Linked DNA regions of Sus scrofa: region 1 is linked to region 2. A link is a contact called in public HiChIP or PLAC-seq data. All regions are on one chromosome and are shown on one strand. The core of a region is the stretch at or near the end of the contact, and the rest is flanking DNA. Distances in the headings are between cores, read along the strand shown.

What was found. HiChIP or PLAC-seq counts read pairs in DNA pulled down with a chosen protein or histone mark.
Region 1: a contact with region 2 is called in an H3K27ac HiChIP or PLAC-seq map of skeletal muscle. The contact joins two enhancer-like sites. A contact is called at or near these places in 6 of 47 Hi-C or Micro-C datasets (fetal heart ventricle, heart right ventricle, mesenteric adipose tissue and 2 more) and 1 of 2 datasets of contacts at active chromatin or transcription factors (skeletal muscle).

What each region holds. Positions count from the first base shown.
Region 1 is chr11:15,051,889-15,055,379 of Sscrofa11.1, forward strand. No RefSeq gene overlaps it. Among named protein-coding and RNA genes, the nearest start is that of FOXO1, 360 kb to the right of the region's middle. Within about 2 kb of position 1,408, at least 28 of the 83 cell types and tissues checked have an H3K27ac peak or open chromatin away from gene starts, as enhancers often do. A contact at or near this core is called in mesenteric adipose tissue, skeletal muscle and subcutaneous adipose tissue, where this site is marked.
Region 2 is chr11:14,971,612-14,974,661 of Sscrofa11.1, forward strand. No RefSeq gene overlaps it. Among named protein-coding and RNA genes, the nearest start is that of COG6, 400 kb to the left of the region's middle. Within about 2 kb of position 1,485, at least 30 of the 83 cell types and tissues checked have an H3K27ac peak or open chromatin away from gene starts, as enhancers often do. A contact at or near this core is called in mesenteric adipose tissue, skeletal muscle and subcutaneous adipose tissue, where this site is marked.

The DNA of each region.
Region 1 (3,491 bases), core at 158-2,657, 80 kb after region 2:
CTGGTCTTTCCAAGGTCAAGTCTAGAGAGCCGTTATGGTAGAGGGGTTGGACGGGAGTGACCCAGGTTTTTCATCCTGACTCTCAAAATTAATTGCTGTGTAATCTCGAGCAAGTCACTTAACTTCTCTGATCTTTCATTTCTTTAAAATGGAGAGGAAACTAACTCCTATTTTACAAAGTCACTGGCCTGATCAGAGGAGACATGTGAAATTGTTCTAGAAACTCTAAAGCCCCATAAAGTCTAAGAGTTTATTATTGTAAGATCGGCCTTTGAAAGACACCAACATTAGCCCAAAAAATGTTGGTCATTTTTATGTGCACGCACATTTTTACAGTCCTTTATTTCTCTCCATAGACTTACATGAACACGGGTACATGTGCAATAGCTGACCTTCATTTCCAAAGGGTTTTAACTCGTGTGTGTGTGTGTGTGTGTGTGTGTGTGTGTGTGTGTGTGTGTGTTCTTGTCCCATTGCCTAGGGGGAAAGAATTGCAAGGAAGTTCTCTTTAACTGGGAGGATTCAGGAATGCAGAGCAAATGTTCAGAGGCAGCAGCCAAATTGGTAGCTTTTGGTGCTCCTTTCCATTGCATAGCACACCCTTAGCCAAATCAAAATGGAACCACAGCCTGGCCCACTCATCTCAACGTTCCCGTGGCCACATGTTCCCACTGCGGGGAGCACGGCGGCCAGGTCTCGTGTGTAGCCTGGGCAGGAGACCCTCCCGCAGGACCCTCGCCCCCCTGAGGTCTGAGCCCCCGGTTCCCGCTGACATGTTGGGCCAGCACCAGTCCTGCCCTGCGTGGATGTTCGCTCCCCAAAGAAATGGAACCCTGGCAAGTTCTTCACCCGCATTCTGGAAGCGGCTTCCCGAGGTTGCGCAAACACATTTGGCACAGGCTTCCGGGACCAAGAAGTTCTCTGGGTTGAATCGCAGAAACAAAATGTACTTGTCCTACTTCCGAGATCGTGTCTGCGGACTTGGCTCCCTTAGCCGAGGAACTGCCTCCTGGCTGACGTCACCCTGCCACCCGCCCCGGGAGGCAGCCCTCTCTGGGTTCAGCAGTTCAGGACCAGAAGTGAGAGAAGATGGGAGACCAGCAAAGGGAGTCGCCCTGGCTTGGCCGGGACGGGACGACGTGGGGAGAAATACACCACTTCTTACAACTAAAGAATCTTAAAATAGGAACGTGTTGGCACAGCCTGTGAGGAGGGGCCGTTGGGCTGAAAAACCCTCGGACGAGGGTCACTAGTGGCGATGTCACCCCACGCGTGAGGGGGGTTCTGGAGCGCCAGGCGCGGCCACACACGCCGCCTGGAAGCTCCGGTCCCCAGGGGCCCAGGAGGATATTTGACACCCAAACCGTAGGGATGAAATAATTCCTATGGAGAGCTCGTGCCTGGCCTTCTTGTCACGTTGCGTAATATCTCAGACATCCAGTGACTACATCTTCCCAGCCAAACCGAGGCGGGTCCTGCTGGCCCCGAGCACATTTCTCAACCTCAGGTTCTATCTCAGCACACAAAGTACCCAGGCTGCTCCAAGCATCTCCAAGGGCCATTCTGGAAAGCATTTTCTTTTCTTTAAAAGATCATCTTTCCCACACTCCTATTTTTCACCCATAAAACCTGGGATGTTTATTATCAGGCCAGACATCCCTGCTGTCTCAGACCCCATTGCCCCACGGAGGCTTTGTGCTCAGAATAAAATGAATGAGTTCTGAAAACTGTAAAATGTGCAGCACAGTGCTTGGTACGTAAGAGTTCAGTAACGTGGACTGTTGTTACTATTATTCATATCACACGGATGCACGAGTCCTCCTCCTTGGCCCCATGGTATTAATATCTGAAGATAGCAGCACATCACGTGCGGGAGATGGGGTGGGGAGGGGGACTGGCCTCAAGAACACGCAGCAGTAAATAGGCAGGGACTGAGGCTTTACGGTCCAAGGAAACACAGCCCTTCTTGATGTCCAAGGTGATGTACGGTTCAGATCCCAACTGAATTACGTGGTATGAAGGTCCCCCTCCTCCTTCCCTTCAAATATATGAGGTCTCTGGGTGCTCAAGTGTGATACACAGCCGTCGAGAGTGAAACCTTTGGCTCATCATCTTCGCAGACAAGGCTGAATAGGTCAGGAGGGTTTCCCACCCAAGTGCTCAAGTCAGACCCCCGGCTACAGCCCAAGAAAAAATAGTGGGGATTAGAAAATCCATCCTCCTCCCCTCCCCAAACCTCCTCCTGCTTCCAGTACCTACTACGGACCATCGTTTCTTGGTTACCGTGACTCCAAACTTCATTTTTTCATGCCTCCCCTTTGTTTTGCAGTCTGTATTATAAAAGAAAGAGCTCTCTTCTCCATATCCCCACTCCCTCCCCAGTTCAAGCCCTCGTGACAGGAATGTGACCTCAATGACTCCCCTGAACTCTTTGCTTCTGGAAGCATGACCCGCAGACCAGCAGCTGTGGCCCCACCCGGGAGCAGAATTCTGGGTCTTACCCTTGATCTACGGAGCCGAATCTGCACCTTAGGGATCCCCAGGTGATCTGTGTGCCCGTGGAAGCTGAGACGCGCGGGGCTGCCTGAGCCCTCCTTCCTGGGCTCCGACGGTTCTCCTGGAGCCCCGATGGCCGGATTACCTGGCTGGAGGCCATTTCCAGGCACGGCCAAGCTCCAAACCGTCAGCTTTCCCCAAGGACCACAGGCTGCGTGACTCCTTCATGTGTATACAGGGCTCTCAGAGTACAAAGCGTTTCCACTCTGCATTTTATCTACGGTCACATCTACTCTAACAGCAAGTTCCCGATAACACTCCAAATAGTCCAGATCCAACCATGTGTTTCTGTCTCCCAACAACCACCCTGCCCGAACCACCACTATTGTTTGTCTAAATTGCCCCAATGGTCCCCGAGCTAGTCTCTCCCTTTTCATTCCTGTTCTACCACAATGCTTTTCCCACAGGATAAACTGGGCCCTGCCCCTGCTTTAAGCCAGCCAGGGCTTCCCATCACCCTTCGAATCAAGAACGAACGCTTCCCTAGACCACACAGCCCTATACCATCTATCCTGACAATGCAAAGACTCCCCCATCCCCTGACCACACTGGCCGTCCCTCTGATCCCCGTGGATGGGCTTCCTCTTACCACTGCCTGGAACTCTAGTCCCCAGGTCTTCACCTTTCCGGCTTGTTTTCATCAACTGTTCACTCCTCCAGGAAGCCTTCCCTAACTGCCACATCTAAAGTACAAAAAATCCAACTTTTCTCCTTATTCTTTACCCAAGTGTCTGTTCTCTTCCCTTCACAGTCACTATCACTATCTGAAATTATCTTCTTTCCTTTAGGCTAGACTACGCCTGTCTTCTCTGGGTGTCTGCACCAACACGTCCACTCTTGGAGAACAGAGCTCTACATGCCTGGTTTCCTTGGCCTCGCTAGGACCTAGGCACTGGGTGAGCATTTCTTGCAAGAATTAATGACTGAACACCATT
Region 2 (3,050 bases), core at 235-2,734:
TTTTCAAAGTCTCAGCACCACTTCCCAGTCAGAGAAGTTCAAAGAATGAATTCCTCGACTGGCTGGTTCTGCTCTCAGAAGTCATTTACACTTCAGTCGGGGGAGAGGCCGGGGAACGGGTGCTCGCTGGGGAGATCTGGCCTCCTCACAGCCTGTCTGATGTCGGCAGAAAGAAACTTCCTCCAGCCTGCACTGCAGAACCTGTGAACACTAGGAGCAGAAAACTAGCCCTTCCTGGGGGCCCAGAAGGAACCCAATTCTTGCTTCTGACAGCAAGGGATCCTATGGCATCAGAACAGCGAGGCTGGCCTGCATCTCTGGGCTGCTCCGAGATGCCTGGGGCCACAGTTCAGTTTGAGAGAGTGGTACCCTGAGGTCTGAAGCATGCAAAGCTGAAGCCAACATCTCCAGGAGGGCTCGCTCCCTGTGCTGCTGCCTCCCTTCCGTGCTCTCTCCTTTCCTCTGTAACTAGTTATAATTCACCCTCAGCTTTTTAAGGTGGATTTGCTGCTACCTGATGGTCAAGTAACTCTATGCCCATTCATGATGGTGCAAAATCCTAATAGCCTCACATACACACACAAACCCCTCTGAATAAATAAAAGTTAAGAAAACTCTGTCCATGTTATATTAATGAAGAGAGTTATATAAAGACTTTTCGGAAAGAAGACATTTTCTACAGTGACCTGAAATGTCATAGGCTTCCAGATAGGACCATGGTTTACTGTCATGACATTATGACAGACCAGCCAGAAGATAGACAGGTGAGAGAGCCAGGGGTCAGAACCCACAGACACAGGAGTGGAAAATGCCTTATGTAAAGACTGTAAAAATTCTTTACAAGTTTTCCTGAGATTCACATTTTAAAAAGTGATCAAGTGACACCATATAAAGAAATGTAGATCTCACAAACAAACGAGCAGCTGACCTCATGACTGTTCAGAAATGAAGCATTCGGGCAAAGTCAGGAGCTGGGGGCTTGGGCAGGTGCGGGTCAGACCCTGGTGCTGGAAATAACTGGTGGCAGGAACTTGACACTGGGAGAGACCCAAGTTCTCAGAAAGGGCTGTGCTGCCCCTGCCCAAAAGCCCGGGCAGTTTGCTCTCAATTAACCACCCCATGTGTAATTTCAGGGAAACTTATTCTGCAAATTGCAGATTTTTTGACACTTAACTCAGAAAAAAACAAGTTGTCCAACAGTGATTTCATGCCCAAGTAAACCTGTCATCTTTACTCAGCCTTTTCTTTCCCTTCTTACAGAGAAAAAGGATCCAGACATGTTCGAGAGAAAATAAACTCCCAGAGCGGAAAGATCAGAGTTTTCGAGTTCACTTAGACTGCTCAGCCTAAGAAGGGGGCTCTCCAGTTGGCAAGGCGCTTCCCTCCCACGTCCCCACTAATTCGCCACCGACTCCAAAGGCTCTGACTCAGAGGCGTAAGCCCCAGGCTCGTCTCATAAACACAGCTTCCCAAGCGCCGCGTTAGATTCCTTGCTAGCGCAGGGCTCCTCGGGGTCGGGGCAAATAAGGTAAGGAGACCATTCCAGTTCAACTTCTGACTCCGTTTTTTTCTCCGCTGAAGTTTAGGTAGAGGCCAAAAGGGCTGTTTTCACCATTGTCTCAAACTAAACTGCTGACAGCTAAGAAGTAGGAACCCTTGGCAGAAATTCAAACTCCGACAATCAGCCAGCAGCACGAGGGGATTGTTCGGTGTTGCTTTTCTCCAGCTCTTCTTTTTCTACCCTGTGATGTTAGCTAAGGGCTCTTTGTCACGGCCCACGCCTGGGACTTCGGTGGCCACCCAGAGGCCCTCACGCCCGTCCAGGCAAGTTGTCCCAAGGGGGTGTGGAGGCCCTGGCTGTGGGGGGCGCTGAAGCCATGGAGTGGGTGTGGAACAGATGTCCCCTGCCTTGGCACGAGGCCCCTGCTACCCCACCTGCTTTGTGGGGTCATCGTGATTGGAACACGTAATTAAGACTGTCATGGGAGTTCCCGTTGTGGCTCGGCAGGTTAAGAAACCGATTAGTATCCATGAGGATGTGGGTTCAGTCCCTGGCCTCGCTCAGTAGGTTACAGATCTGGTGTTGCCACAAGCTTCAGTGTAGGTCGCAGACGCAGCTCAGATCTGGCGTTGCTGTGGCTGTGGCGCAGGCCGGTCCTTAGCCTAGGAACTTCCATATGCTGTAAGTGGGTGTGGCCCTAAAAAGACAAAAAAAGAGACTGTCATAAAAGTCGGGGACAACTGAAAGCGTTTGGGTGAGTGGGAAGGCACTAAGCAGATTTGAGAGGGGTTATCTCCCGTCCCCCCCTTTTGCCCCCACTTCTCTCCCACTTGCTTGGACTGGCGTGGTCTGCTCCCACCTCCATTCACTCATTCACTCAACATCACACCTTCCTCTCACATCTCCCCAGTCTGGGTCCCTCATGATCTGGCTATTTCCTGGTCCCCATCTTCCATCAAAACCCCTGGGTGTGTGTGCCATTTCCTGTGGCTCTGGAAGCTGAGGCACCTGATAAAATAACTTCTTCTAATGGGCCAAGTCTCCCAGGGAACACAGATACTTATCCACGTCCTTCTGGAGAAAGGACGAGAGCGCCAAAAGTGATCTTTAAGTAGGGGAGACCAGGGATTGGTATTTTGGGGCGGGTATCGATTAGTCACAAGCTTTCAGCGACAAGTAGCAGAAAGCCAGCTGAAATGAATTTGAACAACAGGAGGAATTAATTGGATTATGGGACAGGGAAGGGCGGGGGTGGAGTTGGCCTCAAGCACAGCTGGAGAGGAACCTTGTCAGGACCTGCACCAGCTTCCATCACAGCTCTTGCCTAGGTGTCGGCCCAGTTCTTATCAGCTTCTCCAGTTGGCAGGGCCTATGCCCCTGGCAGGTCTCGGGCTCTCCATCCTTAGAGCGCTCACCAAGAGAAGTCTTCTCTTTCTTAGAGTCTCAGGGAAAGTCTCTGATTGGCTCAGCTTGAATCACATGCCCATCTCTGGGCCAATCACTGTGGCCAGAGATTTGGTCATTGTTTTCATTTTCTATGGCCAAGCCA